5 separate regions of the Mus musculus genome follow, and regions 2, 3, 4 and 5 are each linked to region 1. The links are chromatin contacts, called in public HiChIP or PLAC-seq and promoter capture Hi-C maps. All regions are on one chromosome and are shown on one strand. Each heading gives the region's core, a stretch centred on a gene start, on an enhancer-like site or on the middle of the called end of the contact. The rest is flanking DNA. Distances are from core to core; before and after follow the strand shown.

Evidence for each region. HiChIP or PLAC-seq counts read pairs in DNA pulled down with a chosen protein or histone mark. Capture Hi-C pulls out chosen DNA fragments and counts their contacts.
Region 2: an H3K27ac HiChIP or PLAC-seq map of double positive thymocytes shows a contact between it and region 1, with 7 times the contacts expected there. The contact joins the promoter of Snhg8 here to the promoter of Abcd3 in region 1. A contact is called at or near these places in 2 of 484 Hi-C or Micro-C datasets (B cells and double positive thymocytes) and 2 of 115 datasets of contacts at active chromatin or transcription factors (double positive thymocytes and regulatory T cell precursor).
Region 3: a contact with region 1 is called in a promoter capture Hi-C map of adipose tissue, with 2.7 times the contacts expected there. The contact joins the promoter of Mettl14 here to the promoter of Abcd3 in region 1. A contact is called at or near these places in 2 of 9 other capture datasets (adipose tissue and liver).
Region 4: a contact with region 1 is called in an H3K27ac HiChIP or PLAC-seq map of thymic regulatory T cells, with 6 times the contacts expected there. The contact joins the promoter of Usp53 here to the promoter of Abcd3 in region 1. A contact is called at or near these places in 1 of 39 promoter capture datasets (pre-B cells) and 1 of 115 datasets of contacts at active chromatin or transcription factors (thymic regulatory T cells).
Region 5: a contact with region 1 is called in a promoter capture Hi-C map of liver, with 2.9 times the contacts expected there. The contact joins the promoter of 4933405D12Rik here to the promoter of Abcd3 in region 1. A contact is called at or near these places in 2 of 39 promoter capture datasets (cranial neural crest and frontonasal cranial neural crest) and 1 of 9 other capture datasets (liver).

What each region holds. Positions count from the first base shown.
Region 1 is chr3:121,813,569-121,817,892 of GRCm38.p6, forward strand. Abcd3 (ATP-binding cassette, sub-family D (ALD), member 3) reads right to left here and starts at 1,734. Exons shown (of 23, transcript NM_008991.3): 1 at 1,441-1,734. The coding sequence starts at 1,550.
Region 2 is chr3:123,506,087-123,510,410 of GRCm38.p6, forward strand. It overlaps Snhg8 (small nucleolar RNA host gene 8), which reads right to left and starts at 2,250. Exons shown (of 1, transcript NR_028574.1): 1 at 1,466-2,250. Snora24 (small nucleolar RNA, H/ACA box 24) reads right to left here and starts at 1,980; the gene lies at 1,851-1,980. Prss12 (protease, serine 12 neurotrypsin (motopsin)) reads left to right here. Exons shown (of 11, transcript NM_008939.2): 11 at 134-516. The coding sequence ends at 441. It also overlaps the pseudogene Gm9369.
Region 3 is chr3:123,384,087-123,388,410 of GRCm38.p6, forward strand. It overlaps Mettl14 (methyltransferase like 14), which reads right to left and starts at 1,904. Exons shown (of 11, transcript NM_201638.2): 1 at 1,676-1,904. The coding sequence starts at 1,741.
Region 4 is chr3:122,982,015-122,986,338 of GRCm38.p6, forward strand. Usp53 (ubiquitin specific peptidase 53) reads right to left here and starts at 2,433. Exons shown (of 16, transcript NM_133857.3): 1 at 2,268-2,433.
Region 5 is chr3:122,922,394-122,926,717 of GRCm38.p6, forward strand. It overlaps 4933405D12Rik (RIKEN cDNA 4933405D12 gene), which reads right to left and starts at 1,723. Exons shown (of 6, transcript NR_046036.1): 1 at 1,670-1,723. It overlaps 1810037I17Rik (RIKEN cDNA 1810037I17 gene), which reads left to right and starts at 2,004. Exons shown (of 2, transcript NM_024461.2): 1 at 2,004-2,263; 2 at 3,086-3,801. The coding sequence starts at 2,067. The coding sequence ends at 3,086.

The DNA.
Region 1 (4,324 bases), core at 484-2,983:
TTTTCTTCTTTTTTTTTTTTTTCGAGACAGGGTTTCTCTGTGTAGCCCTGGCTGTCCTGGAACTCACTCTGTAGACCAGGCTGGCCTCGAACTCAGAAATCCGCCTGCCTCTGCCTCCCGAGTGCTGGGATTAAAGGCGTGCGCCACCATGCCCGGCTTGAGAACTGCTTTTAAATCAGTCAGAGTTGTTAGCAGTCAAGTTCCCTCACTACTAAAATACCTACTCTAGGCGCTGAAACGCTTCCCTACAAAGACTAATTCAAGTAATTAAATGTAAAGCATTTACTATGTTCTATCGGCACATTCCAAGTAACTGATAACTTCTAATCCCAAATGAGAGTTCAGAAAGGGCACGATCTAATAGAAAAATATTTCAAATTAATCGTCCCCCTCCAAGAACCCTTAAAAAGGACGAATAGTATGTGAAGGAGAGGCATATCATTATTTTGTAAAGCTGATTTAGGAAGAGAAGGGCCAATGCTGCAGCCAATGAGCAAGTCAAAGTAGATAAGACAGAAAATACTTCATGAAAGGATACATGGAGCTCTCTGCTAGTATTTTAGGCCAAATTCTAATAATAAGATAGTCCGAGCAAACCAAAAGCAGGAGACAATAAATAGTACCTACCCAGAGGGTTGATGAAATAAAATGCATGAAAGCATTATTCTAAGATTGGACACTAAATATCCAAACACTAGTAAGAATGCTTAGTTAGGAAGTAACCTTTTCTTTGTCGCTCGCTGAAATCAAATGGGCGACAAGAAGTTAAAATTGTGCCTGTAATCCCACCCCCAGAACTCAATTCTCCCTTCTTTCCTAATCTCCCAAAAGTTCAAAGTAAACTTTAACATTCTCTCCAGGCAGGTAGCTGTATGGTGTAATTAACAAGTGATCTTCACCTAAAACACACTTTCACCTTTCACCTATAAAGTCGACGGAGGAAACTTTGTCCTCCACACACCGCTGAGCCAATTCAACCTTTCCAAATGAGGGCATTCACTGACCAATTCCGGAAAAAGAGGGCACCGCTTTAGAAGAAAATCGTGCCCACTGGACCCAGAAAACCCCAGGAACGCCCCTGGCTACTATCCACCGCCACTACTCCGGAGTCGAGCTGGCGAGTAAAATGCCCATCCCGAACGAACGCAAACCTTAGCGTTCAGTGGCGATGAGATGGCAAAACCAGAATGCACCCATAAAGTTGACATGCACGGGGAGATGGTGAGGGGGCGCGGGGGCGCAGGGACGCGGCGTGTCCTCCTCCCTCCCGTGGTGTTGAGATTGCGCGGCGGCCGCCAGGCTGAGGGCCGCAGGGCTCCGGGACCGCTGGCCCGGTTCCGCGGGCACCCGCGCAGCTCGGGACCTGGGAGAGAAGGGCAAGGCGCGCGCCCGGAGCTCCCCGCTCGGGCCCGGGGAAGGCGGCGCGGCCGCGAGCCTCACCCGTGCAGGCCGAGGGCGCGACGCCGCTTATGGAGTAGGCAGAGCAGCAGGAACGCGGCCCCCGCCAGCGAGGTGTTCCGTGCCGTCAAGTACTTGCTGAAGGCCGCCATGGCACCGGCAGGGCGAGCGAGCCGCGGGATAGGGGACGCGCCGGCGACAACCTCAGTGCAGGAACCGCGGGGGAAACTGGGAGGATAGCTCGGCGCCGAGAGAGGGCGGGGCCGGCCGCGCGGGAACGCCCCCTGGCGCGCGCCGCCGCGCCGAGCCCACCGTGGACTTTGGCTTCCCGGGCGCGCGCGCGGGCGCGGGGCGATCGAAAGGGTCGTTCCCCGGGGGGACGCTCTGCGCACGCGCGGACCCCCGCGGACTCGGCCGGAAACGCGGCGGGCAGACAACGCTAGTCCTCCGCGCCGGTCTCCAGCAGCCCACGCTTCGGCCTTGCGATCTCTGCTTGCACACACCCTAGCTTTCTTTCACAAGAACTGGAAGAGCGGGCCGGGCCTGCGCCACGGACTCCGTGGGCCCTGCCCCTCCGCCACCCCCTGGATGGGTCGGTACCACCCTCTTAAAGAAGCCGGGGGAGGAGGGGAACGGCCCCATCACTAAAAAGGTCAATATTTGCAACTTAAGGAGTGAAGGGAGACCTGGAAAAGAAAGACTACAATCAGATAATCTTATTTCAAGTCGCCGTGGATTAGGTCTCTAGTTCTGTAAAATCGGTTTGGGAGGACGGGTCCACCACTCTGTTAATTTTTTTATAAAAATAATGTAGTGGGAAAAAGCTCAGAGTGCGTGACAAAAAGGAGTTTTAAGAAACAATTACTCTTTTTTGGTAGATATGTACAAGGATGGCGATAAAAAAATGTATTTCTTTATGTTAGGTCTGGTCAAAGAAAGTTTGAGAAACTCTGTTCTTTGCAAAGGGACATTCAGAAATAACAATCGTGCGTTGTATTAATGCTGGCCTTACTCCCAGAAGCAGACGAACTTTACAGATTACAGCATTCTTCTCCTGTCCCACCCCTATCATGCAGAAAGTGTTATCCCTAGCGTTTAGTCTAGCGCATGCACAATAACTTAATGAATGGCTGTTTTCAGTTTAAGAAACTGTCGAGAAGCAAGTGTCAGAAAGGAAGCTTCTAAAACCTCACAAAATATATAAATGTTGCCTACGCATAAAAGGAACCAATGAAACAGTGATGCCTAGGTGTTTTCTCTGTGTGAATGGTTAAATGGTTATGAGAATGGCAAAGACCACACACCGTGGTGTGTGCTGTGTGCAGGTGCTCAACAATCGTCAAAAGTCTAAGTTACGCAGAAGTAGAGCCTGTACCAAATCCTCCATATGCCGTTTGTGTGTTTTCCCATTACCCTGGGAATCACTTAGGTAATTAGGTATGCCTGGCACAGAGAATACAAGTATGAACAATCAATCCCTTATTCTCCAGAGGCTGGTGCAGAAGAAAAACATGAAGAAAAATATGGATGAGTTTAAGTGTCAGCTTAGAGAAGTGAACTAAGTGCTATGAGAATACCAATAAGAGAATTTAGAATTTTCCTAGAACTTTTCCTTAACACTTGACAAATAGGATGACGTCAAAGCTACACCCTAAGGCCAAAGGAGTCTGCTAGCAGGTGGGAGGACTTGGGTAGGCATTGTTTCACTAGTGAGTTGCAGCGCAGTATAAAAGCATTGGAAACTTGGGGGAGAAGAGTTTGTAATAATGAAAGGAGAGTTCCTAAAACTGATTGAAAACATCATCTGTAGGATAATAGATTTCGGGCTGGAGAGATGGCTCAGCAGTTAAAAGCACTGACTGCTCTTCCAGAGGTCCTGAGTTCAATTCCCAGCAACTCCGTGGTGGCTCACAACCATCTGTAATGGGATCTGATGCCCTCTTCAGGTTTCTGAAGACAGCTACAGTGCACTCATATACATAAAATAAATAAATCTTAAAAAGGAAAAGAAAAGAAAGAGAAAGGAAGGAAGGAAGAAAAGAGAGAAAGAAAGAGAGAGAGAGAAAAGGAAAGAAAGAAAGAAAATAGATTTCAAAGCATTCAGGAAAAAAAAGGCAAGAATAATTCACTGACAAAATATTCTACAAAATACCCTTACTCAAGAAGCATAGAAGAGTCTAAGGGGCAGGAAGAGGAAGGAAGGAAGGAAGGAAGGAAGGAAGGAAGGAAGGAAGGGAGGAAGGAAGGAAGGAAGGGAGATTATACAAGCTACAATGTTTTCTAGTTGTTGATATGCCCATCTGATAAAAAACACTGAGGGTCAGTCTAACAAAGTTAGCTTTAGCACAGAGGGACAGCACAGAGGGACAGCATACAGAAGGACTGCAGCCCCCATCACCAAGAAAGGATGAGGAAATGTGTGCACATAGAGAAGAAGTATAAAGTCTAAATGCAGTAGTGCTTGAGAGGTTCAGAGCAAACTAGATCCACTGCCGATATTAAACCTGAGTTGAAAAGTAGACGCCAGGTTCCATTTCTCTGGAAACATAAATTGAAATCAGTGCAGAGAATTGTGTCTATAAACCCCTGGTCTCTAAATTGAAGCCTGTCTTAGTTTGGCTTTCTATTGCTGTGATGAAACACCATGACCAAAAAGCAAATTGGGGAAGAAAGAGTTTGTTTGACTTATACTTCCACATCAACTGTTCATCACTGAAGGAAGCCAGGGCAGGAACTCAGAGAAGGAACCTGGAGGCAGGTGCTAATGCAGAGGCCATGGAGGTTGAGTGTTGTCTACTGGCTTGCTCAGCCTGCTTTCTTGTAGAACCCACCAGCCCAGAAGTGACCCCACCCACAATGGGCTGGGCCTTCCCCTGTCAATCACTAATTAAGAAAATGTCCTACAGGCCTACACTTATGGATCTTG
Region 2 (4,324 bases), core at 1,000-3,499, 1.7 Mb after region 1:
GCACCATAGCTACTTCTAAGTTAACAGCCATTTTGAAATGCCTTTGAAGGCATTATAAGACTACTAAACTGCTAAATGTGATCATTAGCTGAAATCCCATTGACTAACGCCAGCCTTCTTTTGGTCTGAGCAGGTCGTGCCTACTCAAGAACTCTACAACAAGCTGCTGTGCCTCTGTTACCCAAGAGGTTTTGTAAAGAGAGGTACAAGGGACTATTTACTGGGAGAATGCTCTGTGCTGGGAACCTCCAAGAAGACAACCGTGTGGACAGCTGCCAGGGAGACAGTGGAGGACCACTCATGTGTGAAAAGCCTGATGAGTCCTGGGTTGTGTATGGGGTGACTTCCTGGGGGTATGGATGTGGAGTCAAAGACACTCCTGGAGTTTATACCAGAGTCCCCGCCTTTGTACCTTGGATAAAAAGTGTCACCAGTCTGTAACTTATGGAAAGCTCAAGAAAATAGTAAAACAGTAACCATTCAGTCTTCATACTTGGCACCATGCCAGAAATGACAAGCCTGCGATTCCTTTGAATTTGAGAGAACCCAGTAGTTCAGGGGTACAGGTCTTATCCTTGCCTATTACAATTTTTATGTAAGGTGAAATTCTAGCAAATCTTAGTTTTAATTTTTAAATCTACAAAATTTGGGCTAGGAACCTTGATTAGGTGCCCACATTTAACCTTTTTGATCTTACCTACACTAAGACCAGCACATCATTTTCTTAAGTTCAAATCTTCACTATCAAAATCATTTCTCTAGAACAGTAGGCAGATGTCAAACTTGAATTCTGCCTTTTGAACCATGAAAAAGTACGCCATCTACTGGTACCTTCAAGTAAGTTCAGATCTCCTGAGACTAACCTGACAAATGTTTTAAAGAGGCTCTCCTTATGTACCAGAAAGCCTAACACATGAAATGGCAAGCAGTTAAGAGGCCATACAAATTACTGACCACTTGTGGAACCATGACCTTACAGCAGCCCTTTTTAAATAGGAATGAAGGCCCAGAGACATCTGGTGGGAATTTGGATCCCAATAATCTCTGTGCAGAGGAATCACCCCCTGGTTCCTAAGCTTCCCTAAATAAGGCCTATCATACTCTTGAGTGTGAGTCTCAGTACCTCAAATCCCAGACACAAAAGCCTCTAAGGTCACAAGTATCCCCTCAGCACCTGTCACAACACACCCCCTAGCTGGTGTTACATACTTGGCTTCTGGAGATTTGAAGTTGAATGGCACACACTAGAAGGCTTGGAGAGCAGCAAGCAAAAGATACTTTTCATTAAGGGCAACCGTCTGTGGCTTATTAATCACTCATGTTCCAAGCCAACATTTATCTTGCACCTTTGTAACAATCAAACCTATCTTCTTTGGAAGCCTAGTTAACCCAGTTATTTCCTGCGCAAATGTCTCCTGTATCGTTAACTCTTAATTCACACAACCTCCAGAAACAGGACACAGTCTTATTACACACCAAACATCTTTTATTTAATATAAAATATTCAATTTTCAAAAATTAAAAGCGAAGATTCCCTGTAAGTTGACCAGAGACGATCTCAACCACTACAGTACCTGCAAGAAAAAAAAAAAGGCCCATTACAGAATATCCGTGACTATACTACGGGCTGTTTACTTATGTTAATGTCAGCACAAGAGCAAACTTCACCCTAACAGTAAAGGCCCACTCACTACCCAGAACCGCGAAAACACCACAAAAATGAATCTTACCTTAACACTTCCTCCACTGTTCAACAGCAACGGGTCCCGGCGTTTCCTAGAAATATTTCAATACTAGTTTAGAAAACTGAAGTCCATTTTTCTAGCGTCGTGTAGACTCTTACAATCTTAGAATGTCACTTGCTCAAGTCAGAATCTGGTACCAATGAAATGGTGACAGCTTTGCCAATAACAAGAACATGCTCTTCCATGGCTAGGAAGGGAGACTGCCACAGGCGGCAGGTCCCAAAGATACATGGAGTTTCACAGCCCAAAAATCTAGTGTAACCCCAGAGGTGTCACTCACCATCCGACCCAGCGGTGGCGAACTTGCGTCACGCCGCCCAACACCGTATCGGCTTTACATGGTGGTCGTCGCGCTAACCTTCACGGCGCTCTTGCAGAGTTGATGGCTTTCGGCCAGCACCATAGCCACCTTGTGTCTCCCGCATCTCGGCCACTCACAAATAAGGCCCAAGATATCATCCCCACCATACAACTACATACTCGTAGGCGGATCGCAGCCAAAGAGACTTCTGAACGGTGCGCGCACGCTTTTATAGCCCGGGTGACGCTCTCCCAAGAGCCTGCGCGCGAGGGGCGGGGCTTTCCCGCCCATTCCGAGCTCTCCCGCGCCTCGTCACTTTGATTGGTGTACAGGCGGCCCGGATTCGATGCGTGCGTCACAGGAATGGGCGGGCTGTGGAGGTGGGCGGGGAAAAGCCGAGCTGAAACCACAGTTCTCGCGGTGTCAGAAGTCTCGTGGCTGAAGCTCTGGCGGTGCGCGCGTTTTCTCTTCTTGGCTGCGTTCTTCTCTGGGACCCAAAGTCTAAGGTCCCTTCGTTGCCGCCTCCCCCGGCATCACTTCCTATGGCGCCGGCCCTTTGTCCCCGAGAGCTGTTGGCGGCTCCTCTGCCCCCATCGGGGTTGATGGTTCCGCTTGCGCCCTTCCGCTTGCCCTTTTGATCTGATCTCACTTTTGCCCGACACAGCGCGCCGGAAGGTTTCTCGAACCGGGAGAACGGGAAGCCTGGGCAGTGCGAGCAGACCCGCCCGGCCCTCGGCTTTTCCGGGAGGAAGGCATATCTCACTCCCGCGTGCAGCCCGCTATGAGACAGAATAGAGGGCCTTTAGTGATGGAGTATGGAGATGACAGTTGTCGTCATGGAGAATGTTAGTTAGAAAGCTGTGATCATTACAGGCTGGGAAGGGTGCGGTTAGGGCAACACCGTGCAGGAGTCAGTAGGAACGAATTCATTGGAGACAATACTCGCATTTGAAGGACCTAGAGGGGTTCGTGAACCTCAGCTCGCTCACCCACTATCTCATTTTACTTAAAATAATCACTACTGAATTGAAAGAACTAGTTCATCATAAGGCTCAAGTAACCGCGGCGCGTTGCCCAAACATTTCATTTACATTCTGGATGGTCTTCTGAGGGTGTCCTTAAGAATGGTCTGTATTAGTCCTGAGCTGAGAAGTCCGAGATTAAGGGCCTTCCTTCTCTGGCCAGTAGATGGTAGCCTGCATCTTTCCGTGGGTTTTTCTTTTGTGCCTGTCTGCACCTGTCAGGTTTTTTATTTTACAAAATGTAGTTTTGTTTTTATGTTACTCTGCTGTTACACAGGGCATAACATTTTCATAAGGCTTTTTTGGGGACTACAGTCAATGATTAGCAAACAACTCTCTAAAGAACAATCACTGAACCAAATGGATACCCTCTCACATGTACACAAATTTGCATGGAAAAGTACTAACATTACTTTAAATTGCAATGCACTACATTTTCCATATCTTCGCAGTAATACAAAACACAGTCGCTTGTAGAACCGGTTCAGATTACTTAAATACCAAGTGTGCTGTCAGTCCTCTACTCACGTGTCTGGAAGTTACTCGTGTTTACATGAAATGAAGCTATTGATACTTTTCTACAGCAGTAACTGCACACCAGGAAGGAGGAGACAACACAAACCAAGGGATGGAGTTTCCCCAAAGCTGCAGTGTGAAAAGACTATATAAACAGTTGATCCCATACACACGAATGGGCTTTCTTGCTAGAGGAAATCCAAGTGGAATAAGGAATGGAGATGTAAAAAGGTCTTCTTGAGGGGAAGGGGGTTGGTGCCCTGGATGCCTTTAGTTTTCGGCCCCCTCTGCTGCATCACATTCTTCTGCACTGTCTGATGTCCATAATGTTAAGTTGTCTCTAAGCAACTGCATGATAAGGGTGCTGTCTTTGTAGGAGTCTTTGTTCAGTGTACCAAGCTCTGTGATAGCCTCATCAAAAGCCGTTTTAGCCAGTGTGTAGGCAAGCTCTGGATTATTAAGGATCACAGAGTAAAATACAGGAAGGTTAAGAGCCAGCCCCAGGCGGATTGGATGTGTAGGTTGCATCTCTTTCTTGCTTATATCAAATGCCTCTTGGTAGGCTCTTTGGGAATTTTCTATCATTTGTTTTCCATCATCGCCACAAGCTACTTCAGCAAGATCCTGGAAATAATCTCCATTCATTTTCAGATAGAAGACCTTACTCTCTGGATTAATTGCATTGGCTATTAAATACTTACCCAACAATTCCAGAACCGTGATGCAGATGGACCTCAGTT
Region 3 (4,324 bases), core at 654-3,153, 1.6 Mb after region 1:
ACCCAGTAATGTCAACTGTAAGTGGCCGCTGGAGGAATTCTGTCGAATGCAATAAATGTAGACAAAGGCTGAGCTGAATAGAGCCGATTCACAGAAAACCTTCCAAGTCAGACTGAGGACACAGGAGGAACGCTGCAGTATTAGGTACAAACACGGCATAAGAAAATCTGCAGTTAGTGGTCGCTTTAGCCCCAGAGCAAGCAGGTATTCAAAATATCAGTGCTGCCAGTTAGCGGCATAAACAACAAAATACTCTGCACCACTTCACATGGCCGCCCTCATTTCTTCAGTGAAAACTCTCTTCCAATAATGAAATGCTCATCAGGTTCACCTCCTCCAGAAAAATCTTCTCGACTTCTTGGTCAGAGGACAGAACACTCACTTCCGATAGTTAGAGCATTGTCTGATTCTCTATTTGTAATTCTCATCTCAGAATACGAGTCATTCCTTCAGAAAGTTCTTTGAGGAACCCAAGATTTAGCAATGAGAAATGACAGCGCTCTACCTTAACCACTGAGCCACCTCTCTCTCTAGCCCACCTTCACATTCTCGAGACTGGTGTCGAAGGAAGTTTGTATTATTTTCTTGAGATCCTGGCGAGAAAGACTCATTGGAAATCTAAAATTTACTCACTCAAGCTTTGAGCATTTCCCTCCATTACTTATATTGATTTGTATGGTGTAATGAAAACAGCCTGAGATTTTTAAGTAAAACAACTTGTAGTATGTATTCCCTGCATGAATGGTCTACTAAACGGCAAGCACTCACATCTTCATTCACTAGCTTCAATGAAAGCGAAAGGTTTGAAAAGTAATCTCTAGAGAGAGGAATCTTAGAGAATTCTCTGGTGAGGGCTGGCTAGGGAAAAACGTTAAAATTTGGAAACCTAGTCCTAATGTACTAGTGAACGTAACACCTCCTGTCTCTAATAAATTACCAAGTAAGGATTCAAACGTTTGGTTGAAGGTAGACTGTGTTCTAAGTGCAGAATCTAAAATTTGCTCTAACTTAGGTGGCTTCCAATGAGTCTTTCGACAGGATCTCAAGAAAATAATCAAACTTCCTTCAAAACCAATATCAAGAAAAGATTAAGAACATGCACTGCTCTTCCAAAGGACCTGAGTTCAAGTCCCAAGCACCCACACCAGGAGGCTCACAACTACCTGTAGTTCCAGCTCCAGAAAGATCCAACACCTCTGGCGCTGTGCTCACGTGCACATATATATATACACACAGAGAGACAAACCCCACATAATTTAAAATAAAAACTAATCTTAAAAAAAATAAAGAATCTGAAGCTGACGCGGGAGAAAGGCAAGACATGAAACACTGCTTCAACAGTGACGGTGAAATGTAAGGGCTAAAACTGCCACTTGCTCTTGTAGCAACTACTAGCACTGCACTCATCGACAATTCCCAAGTCTACCCCCACCACTCAAGTCCGTGCCCGCCACGGTGGGGACAGAAAGCCCAAGCCTGGCAGCGGTTGGTTTTCTACGTAATGACTCTGACAGGCACTCGAGTAGACTAGGGAATAAAAGTCCCGGGACAAAGACCTTGACAGATGCTGATGTGAGAGTTCACCAAAAAAAAAAAAAAAAAAAAAAAAAAAAAATTTTTTTTAAAAGAGGCGGCCGCGCACGCGCACTAATGCTCCCTCCCACCCGCCGCACACCTGCTGAGCTAGGAGCTGCCGCCGTAACTTCTGCCGCTCCCGGATCTCCTGCAGGCGGCTATCCATGCCCCAGCTTCGGCTGCTCACCACCCCGACAGACTCCGCGCCCGCCAAAATGCAAATCCACCTGCCAAACCAGGAAACACCGGGTCCCGCCCCGCAGAGATTCTGACCCGGAGACTTTCACGTCCCTCAGGAGGAAGTTTCCGGCGCGCCTGAAACAGGCTATGCCTGAACAGGAAGTCCCGCCTCCAGGACGCCGAAGATATGATGTCACACGACGAGACCCAATGGGGATGTAGTGGTGGTTGAGGGCGAGGAGCCGCTTTTGGCTATCTTCTTAGTGCTTAAAGTCTTTCCTGAAGGGTTAGGCTCGGTTTTTTTGTTTTTTGTTTTTCCTGCTCATAAAAGAAGTTTTTCTTTTTCCCGTTAACCAATTGTCCGCCTGCCAGTCCTGGCTTTTTAATATTTGAGGGATGCTTGTGGGTTTCTTTCACTGCAATACTGACCGGCTTGTGAAGGACTGGATCGCCGCTCAGTAACCTTGGCAAGTTAGCGAGCTTTTGTAAAAGAACAGAGAAAGAGGGTCTTGGGGGGCTGAGGCAGGAGGACCCAGGAGTTTGGAGCCTAGGCTATGTAATGAAACCCTGTCATTCACTCATTTATTTATATAAATAAATAAATAAATAAATAAGAACAGAGAAAGAGGGTCTTGGGGGGCTGAGGCAGGAGGACCCAGGAGTTTGGAGCCTAGGCTATGTAATGAAACCCTGTCATTCACTCATTTATATAAATAAATAAACAAACAAATAAATAAATAAATGCAAGCAAACATAGCGGTAGTTACGTAGTGAAACCCTGTCATTCATAAACACACAAACAGAGCGGGCAGCGCTGAAACCCTGTCATTCATTCATTTATATAAATAAATAAATAAATAAATAAATAAATAAATAAATAAATGCAAGCAAACATAGCGGTAGTTACGTAGTAAATAAATAAATAAATAAATAAATGCAAGCAAACATAGCGGTAGTTACGTAGTAAATAAATAAATAAATAAATAAATAAATAAATAAATAAATGCAAGCAAACATAGCGGTAGTTACGTAGTGAAACCCTGTCATTCATAAACACACAAACAGAGCGGGCAGCGCTAGGCTATGTAATGAAACCCTGTCATTCATTCATTCATTCATATAAATAAATAAATAAATAAATAAATAAATAAATAAATGCAAGCAAACAGCGGTAGTTACGTAGTGAAACCCTGTCATTCATAACAACACACAAACAGAGCGGGCAGCGGTAGCGAATGCCTTTAATTCCAGCACCCGAGAGACAGAGGCCGGCAGTTCTCTGAGTTCGAGGCCAGCCTGGTCTACAGAGCAAATTTCAGGGCAGCCAGACCTACACAGAGAAACCCCATCTCAAAAACAACAATCAAGCAAAAATTCCTTGCATAATAGTAGAATTATATGACAAAAACGTTAATTTTCAAAAAGTCTTCTGTAAATTATTTTGACTATATAGTGTTAAGGTATATCTCTTTCAGACTTAGCTATATTATTTGATAATTATGACTGCCGGGACTAGATGTTTATTCACTGAGCATTTCTTATAGCAAGTACTGTGCTGAGCTCTGGAGTCTATGAAGGCTCAAAGATCAAAAAATATATGAACATGCCGGCTCCTTCCTTCTGTCCCATCAGCTCTAGGCTGTTATTCCAATACATGTTCTCCATTTAAAATAACTATGTGAACTGGGATCTCCTGCATGAAGTGGGGCTGAAAACCAGTGGATCCACACTATCTCACAGTATTTATGAAGTCAATGAGATCCATCAGAGAATTGTTGGATTTTTTACAAAGGGATATGACTTTTAAAATCTCCCCACCACTGAAGTTTTAAAAAATTAGACTGCATCAGTACACCTGTAGATTCTGACATGCCTGTTTGTACATCCGTTCATCTCAGGGTAAGGATCACAAGTGTGTGCGAGTGGGATAAGAGGGAGATGAAAACAAAGCCCATATGTAACTCAGACTCTTTAGGGAAGCAATTCCATTTGTAGGCAGTTTGTTTAAAAGACTGATGATTCACACAATTTGCACTGTTGCCTCCAAGCCCCTGAGGAATGGTATCTCCAAACCTGTATATCCAGCTGCCTATTGCATACCTTAGATATTGTATACCTTAGATATTGTATACTTAGAACACTTCCCATCATTTCTTACATGTGTTAATTTCTTCCAAAAATATGTGATGAAAGTTAATTCCCAACATCAGAAGGTGTGACTTTTAAACATGATTTAAAAATTTTCCTCTTCGACAGTTTTATATATGCATTAAGTTCATTTGGATTATTGTAACCCTCCACCTTCTAGTCTTTTCCGGACCCCTATTGCTCACCCCACATGTCCCTTACCCATATTCATGTCTATAGGATTATTTACTTGTTTTGGTTTGCTGGTTGGTGATTTGTCTATCTAGATTTGTTCTGTTTTGAGACCCACTGAGTTTAACTCATATTTAACTTATATATAAGACAGTGGGTTTGGAACTATCTGCTGGGGCCTGTTGAGCTTCTCAGTAGGTACATAACTAGAAACAGTGACTGTCCCTTGCCCATAATCTGTTGATACAGC
Region 4 (4,324 bases), core at 1,183-3,682, 1.2 Mb after region 1:
AATTGGCATACAAATACGTGTGTGTGAGTGTGTGTGATTCTTATTAAAAAAAGAGAAAGAACTCAATTACTTGCCAAGATTAGAGTGGTATATAAAGTTATTTAATAAAATTCCAAGAACTGAGCCTGGCGTGGTGGCGCATGCCTTTAATCCCAGCACTTGGGAGGCAGAGGCAGGTGGATTTCTGAGTTCAAGGCCAGCCTGGTCTACAGAGTGAGTTCCAGGACAGCCAGGGCTACACAGAGAAACCCTGTCTCAAAAAACCAAAAAAACAAACAAACAAACAAAAAAACCCAAGAACTTGTAAAGATTTATGAATGGTCGAGTAGTTACACCTATTTCTTGTTTCTATTATACACATACATTGTAAATGAGCATTTGAATAATCGTTGCAACACAAAGTTAATAATCTACCATACCAATACTACATGTGTATCGTCACTAATGTCTACCCTGCTTCTCCAGGAGGACACAAATCAACACACGTCCATCCTTAGCACAAAATCTCAGGAAGAGCCTCATACCATAGCGCACTATGTTCAAAATGTTGGCATGTGCAATATATAAGCTACCAAGCTTTCTGTAGATTGTCGTTAGGGTCTGTAATTAGGTCACACCTTATAGTTAAAGCTGTGAAATAACAAGACTGCTTAGTATCTCAGTAACTCACCTTTGCCAGCTAACTTCAACGACCACTGTACGGAGAGAAGACGAGTTTTCAGAAAGTTGTAGAGTCAAGCAAAGTCCTTGATTCATTCCTTCTACAACTACAGACTTCCAACATAATGGAGCTGGTGTCTAATGAAGTTAGCATCTAAAAGTGCACATCACCCCTTAAAATAGATCAGATTTCTTGTCATTTTTAAACTTTATTCTGTTAAAACAAACTTCTAAGCCACTGTACACCAAAACTGCATTTTTCGACACTACATAGTGAAAATAAACTTCTGAAATTAAACAATATAAGAAATATTTTGAATCAGAGCACATAGTGAAACTGTAAGGGCATTGTGTGTGTGTGTGGGGGGGGGTGCTTTCTTACTAAAGGGCAAGAATAAGTAGAAAATGTGTCCTACCACTAAAATGGCACTTTTATTTAAAAAAAAAAAGTGACGCCTTTAAAGTAATAAACTGTTAGTGCCACGTATCATGAGTTCGATAGACAACTTTATAAATAAAAAAAAAAATCCTAAGGAAAAGGCTTGTTTGGAGGGTCTCTTGTTTTTTATCCTTTGGGAAAAATACTTAATACATTGATTCGATTTACAAACTAAACAAATCACTTCTGTAAGTTTATAGCAAGTTGTCCAAAGGAGCTCACTTTAAAAGTCTCTAAAAGATAAGTCAAAAACCTTATTTTCCATACAACTCTTGCCCGCAGAAAATCTATTAGGAATTCTTCTGACAATAGCAGATAAATCACACATTACTTTTGAAGACCCTTTCTTCACTATTTTTTTTTTCCTTTTTTCTTTAACAGAATAGGATGAGGGATCTCTGCCTCGACCATCATCGACACAGAATTGAAAACAACAGAAAATAAAACTGACAAGTTATCAATGTCACCAATCCATTCTATCATAACTTCGTGTCAGCACTGGCTCCACCTTTTAAAGGTGAAAATCAGCGTGCCTGGTCTTAAACAAGCTCCAGGGCTCACCACAGAGAACTTAGGTTTACTGCCCATGTACCTCAAAAGTAGCCTTGAAAATATATTTGGAGGAAAGAATATGTTTCCAGCTATGGAAGACCGCAAGCAGATAAGGACGTGCAGTACGTTTTTGCAAGCATTTATCGGGATCTGCACGGAGAAAACAAACCCCAGGAGAATAACAAAACCTCAAAACAGGCTCAGATTGCAGGGCTTCACATCCTCCCGGTTACACCTGCGCAGGCACTTCCTGTTCCCCCGCGCCGCCGGCGAGTAGTTTGGTAATTGTACCGTAAACCGCCGTTTAGAAGCTAAACATTAACTCCGTCCGTCTGTCCAGCTACTGAGAAACCAACCAAGCCAAGATTCTATCACATCCAATCCAGTCTGCTCCGCCAAGGAGGAACGCCAATCACGCTGGAGCCCTGGTGAAGGCTCAGTGCTCCGGCAGCTGTGGGGCTGCACCGGGAACCGCAGGAGCCTGGCCAGCGCATCCCGACCCGGCCCAATCCCGCCCTCAGCCTGCGGCCACCCGGGTTAGCGCGCCCGAGCGGGGCCAGGCCGTGGGGACCGAGAGTCCTCCGCCCTCTGCCCAGCGGGGGCTCCCGCGACTCACCCCAAGCTCTACCTCCCGGCGCCGTAGCCCTTCCAGTCCCACTGGCCCGGCTCCGCCTCGCGCCGACACCCACAACGTCGTGACAGGCAAAGCGACACGCACAGGGACAGACGGCCACACCGCCGCTTTCAGCCGCCAGACCCGCGCAGAGCATGCGCGCACGCCCAAGACCCAGGGGCCGGTCTGGGCAGTGACACCTGCGATCAACAGGTCTCTGGACCCCGCCTTCCCCCGCGTCAGGACGCCCCGCCCCCTTGCGCCGGGCCCGCCTCCTCGTCTCGCCCCGCCCCGCCCCGCCCCCGCACGTGAGTTCCCGGCTTTCCCGCGGGTGATGCTCCCTTTCCGAGGGCTTGTGTGAGGCGCGAGATCCCGCGAGAGCAGGGCTCGGGCTTCTGCCCCGACGCGGGGGTGGCGCGCGGGGCGGGCTGTGAGACGGGACGTGGCGGATCGGCGAGCGGCTGCGTGGTGGGCTGGGGACTGCGGCGGATTTCCACGGCAGACGCGGGCGTCCCGCCGTCGTCCGCCTTGGTTGGCGGCTTTGCAGCCTGAGTGCGGATGCGCGGGGATCTGAGCCGGGGTTCTGTGGGTTTCAGCCATTGCTGGGTCGGCACCCCGGCGGTCCCCTTAGGGAGTCGGTACGGTCTGTTTGCAGTTGAATGGTGTCCTTTGGCGCGAATGTATTTTCCCTAAGTGGGGCTTTCGTGACCACTAATAAAACGAACGTCTTCATAACCGCGCTGACCCAGTTAGTATTTGTCAGAAATTTTGGCAGCATCCTCTCCGCGATGTGGAGCAGGTTTTGAGTTGCAAGCTGCTGCTGCTGCGAACCAGACTAGCCTTTGTCTGGGAAACTTTTATTTGGGATGATAATTAAAAGGAAAAACAAAACAAAGGGGGGAAAAAAAAACCTGGCTGATGATTAAGATGACTCAAAAAGGTAGATGTAGGTTTGGAAGACATTTCCAAAGCTGGCGTGAGTCATAAAAGTTGACTTAGATAAACTCAAAGGGGACTCCAGTTTACCTGAAGAAATCGCATGAGGGAGACCCTGCAGGTTGGTGGGTGACATGCAGTGAGGTTATTGTGTTTGACCCGGGATCAGTGAGAATTTATTATGTACCACATAAAAGAAGTAACATGAAGCCATAGACGCCGTCCTCAACATTAACATTAAAACCTCGACGGGAAGGAGCCGGAGAAACCAGCTCTTAGAAATGTAAAGAATTGGCACCATACTGTTTCCTCTCGGGTGCACTCTGTTTTGAGGTGTTGTTTAATATATCTTCTGTCACCTCTTTCCCCTTCAGCTATATTGTGTATTCTCGGATGTATTTTACATGAGTGCCTTAAATATGTCTTAAAAATAGACCAAGGAACAAGCAGTCCAGGTTTAGTTATGTTAATGTCCTACTCTTGACGTAACAAGATCTGAACGCCTTGTTCCCCCAGGAAAAAAAAAAAATGGTAGTTAGGAAGGTCACAGTGTGGTTGTATTAACTCAGAATTACTGTTCCTCGATGTGAGGTGAATGTTGGGGGTTAGATTCAAACAGTCCCTGGGTGAGCAGACCTAAATTATGAAGGAACCATCTTCACCACATTGGTTAAGGGTTCCTACAAGGGAGTAGCTTTGGTGTGTCAGAGAATACACTAGATCATCTAGGTGAAGCCCAGCACTTCCTAGTACCAGCATACCTCTTTCTGATAACTCAGACTGAGGAATGTACTACCCTGTGGCTAAATTCCTGCCTCTGAGGACTGGTAGGAGTAGCAACTTTCTGTCCAGAGGAGCGGGGATCCAGTAGTTCCTGGAAGTCATTATAGCTAGGTGTGGTAAGTCATGGCTGATGGGGTGGGGTACTGTGAAATGCAACAAGGAGAAAAAGCAGCTAAGAGATTGAGGCAAAATTAGATGTTAGGCGAAGTCTTTTACCTATAAAAACATTCATGAGGAGGTCTGACAAGCAATTGCATATTAACTAAGCCCTAGAGAGCAAGAACTATCTTTTTTTTTTTCACTGAAGTTCTAGGGCATAGTTGAGTCTGGCTGCTATGAAA
Region 5 (4,324 bases), core at 473-2,972, 1.1 Mb after region 1:
CTATCTTTGTCTGTATGACCTACTAGTGAACTGAAGCCCAGTTAGCTAGCTGACACAACAATAGCATTAAGATATTGAAATTAAAGTTCACTTTTTGGTTATTTTAGTAACCTTAGATAATTTGTTATTTTTGTTCCCTAATTTTCTAAATCCATAACCAACTTTCGTATTGTCCATGCAAAAACTACAGCTCTCATCTTAAAAGAAAGAGACAGTTTATTCAGGAGCCACCCTGAATGGCCATGGGGACACAGATCTATATCTGTTACCCAATTCCATATTCCCACATGGAAACAGTTTCGTGAAGTTTTTAAAATTGCTTCACAGAACCAAGAAAGTAATAAAACAAGGCAAGCCCAAAATACACTGGTGGGTACTTTAGAAAGGCTGATTTAGGAAAGGAGAAAGCTCTTCTGTAAGCCCACGATGCTATCAGGGCTACTTGGTTGGTATAAGTTAGTGGGCTGCTAAGTTAGTAGACTCCAACAGGTTTTTATCTAATGGTTACAGGATATTCTGACATAGAGTTGAGTGGCTTATTAAAATACTCCCATGAAATACCTATGTAAATTCCACGCTTTACCTTATCTGAGCCTTCTGAAAATTCGTGACTGTAATTGAGACAGGCTAATTCCATGACAGACTTCTAATTGGCAGTTCCTGGGATTAGGCCTAAAATCCTAGGCTTCAGGCAGCTAGTCAGAAAGTGCCCTACCATCAGAAACGACCCCCCCCCCCCCAAAAAAAAAAAACCCAACCTGGCCTGAAGCAAGGACAATGGGTTTTCAGCCCTCACACCCAGGCAATAGTTTCAGAATGTCCTTAAGAGAGAGTAGATAAGGCCACCTACCCCAGGATTCCTCAGGCAAGTTTCTAGCCACCACACCAAGGTTATGCTTCTGGAATGCCCGAGATAAGAGTAAGACAAAGCCCATCTATCCGAGAATTCCCCCAATGTGCAGCGAGCATACTTGGTAATGGGAGACTCCAGCATGCTGGACTTCGACAAAATAAAACACTCTGTGTGTTTACAAACTACTTGAGTCTGGAGTATCATTCTTCAGCGAATCATGGACCCTTACAACGTCCACCTCATCAAAACTGTTTCAAAAATTATGAGCAAATCGCTCAAGTCTGTACAAAATCATCCAAAGTTCTCAAACTGTACACACTTCCCAAACATGTAAGAAACCAAAAAGTTTACGTGTATTGGAGAGATGATTCTACGGGGTCTGCCAACCTTTTTACATTGTCACACAATGTTGTCGTCTCCAAAGTTATTATCAGAGAATCTCACGATCTAGTTTTTTAAAAGGAAGGAAGAAAGAAAGAAAGAGAGAGAGGGAGGGAGGGAGGGAGGGAGGGAGGGAGGAAGGAAGGAAGGAAGGGAAGGAAGGAAGGAAGGAAGGAAGGAAGGAAAGGAAGGAAGGAAGGAAGGAAGGAAGGAAGGAAGGAAGAAGGGAGGAAGAAAGAAAAACATCCCCCCACACGCTCATGTTTATAAAAAGACTACTTTTGTGGGTGGGCAAGGCTGGAATCCTTTGAGGCGGTTCCTGAAGTTCTGGCATCATCTCAGAGAAAAGGAGTTGAGACAGTTTTCATCCCAGAAACCGGGAGAACCAGTAATGCACCCTGCAAGGCAGCGTTTGAGCTACGTGAGAGAGCTCACCTGCACCTTAGAAACCACCTCTGAACACCGCAAGGGGACACCCCACCAGGAAGCAACGGGGCGGGGCACAGAGCGCATGCGTGCGGTCGGGGAGGCGGGGCAGACACCTTCGCCAAGTTCGGGGGGCGAGGAGGGGTGGTGGAACAGAGCGCCTGCGCCAAGAGCAGCCGGCCCAGCGGAGTCTGCGCGTTCCCGGGAATGCCGAAGAAGGCGAATTCCTAGAAAGGGAGGACGCCTGCGCAGTCCGGAAGGCGGGGACGCGGGGGCGGGGCGGGGCGCGGCGGCGGGGGCGGGGCGCCTAGTCGATTGGCGGGGTTACCCGGAATTGGTTGCTAGACTGGGCGCGAAGCGGTCTTCAGGTTTGGTCTCAGTTGCGCGGAAGTGAAACGACGCGGAGATGGAGGTGAGCCAGGCGGCGTCTGGTACCGACGGTGTCCGGGAACGGAGGGGCTCGTTCGAAGCTGGAAGGAGGAACCAAGATGAGGCACCTCAGTCCGGGATGAACGGGCTTCCGAAACACTCCTACTGGCTGGATCTCTGGCTCTTCATCCTTTTCGACCTGGCCTTGTTCGTCTTCGTGTACCTCTTGCCCTGGTGAGTATCCTGAGTTGCAGAGTTGAAGAGCTTAGGAAGCTGGCGGCTGCTTCAGTCTTCTCGGAGAGGGAGGGAGGGACGGCAGCTAGAGATGGCGGAGTTGGAAGAGCGAAAATGGATTTCCTTGACACCCCAGTGGCAAGAGGAGTGTGGAGAAAACTTGACTTCCCATATTTGTCTGTTTCATCACCACAAACGAACTGTTAAGTGTTAGAAACCTATACCCATAATTAGATCTATCGTAAATAATAAAAAATAATTACTAAAAACTAATAAAAATAAAAGTAAATAAATATCGTAAGTAATAAAAAATAGAGCATGACAGGTTAAATGTGATTATATCTAAAGTGATTTGAGTGTTGTGCGCCTGCTTAAAATGCTTAGCCCAAAGCAAGCCTTGTAAACTTAACTTGTCCATAACTTATGCAGATAAACGCGTATTATCTTCCAGAGTATCCCCAGTCCTACATCTGTCAAAGAATGGAGTATCTTGGGTTTCTTTGGCTCTCATTTTTTCGGTTTTGTGGCAAATTAGAAGGCAGAGAATGGGGGGGGGGTTTGAAAAGATAAACAGTTTTTTGATAAAAACTCGTTAAGTCATTTTGGTATAGACATTTCAAGAACAGTGATTTATTATTTAGTTATTTTTAATGATCTCATTTTCACCTCTGGGTAGAAAATTCATGACTTAATAATGTAGGCCTTTAGTTTTCCTTATCAATAGTGTAAATTATGTAGGGATAGGCTAGCAGTATCTATGTTCAGCGTCCCACTAAATGTCAAAATAAGCAGATGAAGGAAACAAGTATTTGGTTTTTACAGACCGGTTTGCTGAGTCAAGAATGGGGCTTCTGGAGTGAATCTTGAAAACGACTATAGACTCTTGAATGAAGAGGACTCCAGCAGCTGACTTCGGCACCTCTATCTAACCTTTTCTTCAGCCCTTGACCTCACTAAAGTACTATCATATGTTTAAAACCTGTTTTTCATGGTTGAAGTAATGATTGTAGCTAAATGATAGATAATATATATTTTTAATAATGTCTGTAACTTAAGTACTTATGGGAAATAAATGTATGTAAAAAAAAAAAGTTATCTTTGTGAAGCTTACTTTCTCAAATATTGTTTTAAAACTATGCTATTATAAAATAATTATCTAGAGTTGAATAGGTAGCACTTACTCAGAAAGGCCACAGTCCCAAAGCAGCTACTAGAAACATTTTGGAAGCTGTTCCTTGTCATCTTAAGACCTGGGTGATTAGAAATTCTTTACTGTTGGTTTTAGTGCTATTCAGTATATGAGAACTGTCTAAAATACTCAGAGGGGGTGTTCTTCTCCCTTATAATTCACACTATTTGGTGAACTGTTTACAGTTGTCTTAAGATACTGTTGCATTTGCTTGGGTAATTTTTGTGCAAGGTGTAACTGAAGTATGCGTATTAGCACACAGGGCCGAGGTGACTCTTGAGTTCACCACACTCTGGGACCTGCTTACTAATTTTCTCTAATAAATGTTTAATCACTGAATTTAGTTTCACACTGTGTCAGATTCTCTGGTGGTAGAGTGGGGAGGTTAATAGCTTGCCATTAGGTCACACAAGTACTTTATTCTCTTGAGCCCCAGGCCAGCCCACCACAGCTGTCAGCTAACTGGACATTTCTAGGATGGAGACCTTAGTATGATGGTGAATTTTTGGGTCACTTTGGGCTAAGGGATCCATGACAGATGGCAAAACATTATTCCTGGGTCTGTCTGTGTTTCAGGAATAGGAGCTGATATGCTGGGAAAATAGTAAAGGAAGCCTCCCTGATGTGAGACCAGTCACCCCACCCCACCCCTTTTAGAACATGGATGAGAAGGCAGATGTCTCTGCTGGAACATCTATTTGTGTGGATACCATCCTGAGACGAGTGAAGGCTGTGCTGAGGGAGTCTGGCCTCAGAACACAACAGCAGAGTAGGCTCTGCGGGACAAGCCGGCTCAGAGAACAGCTCTGCCTCCAAGCAGGGCTATTCTGACCTTGGAGTTAACCAAAATGGGCCCCAGCTGGGACAATGAC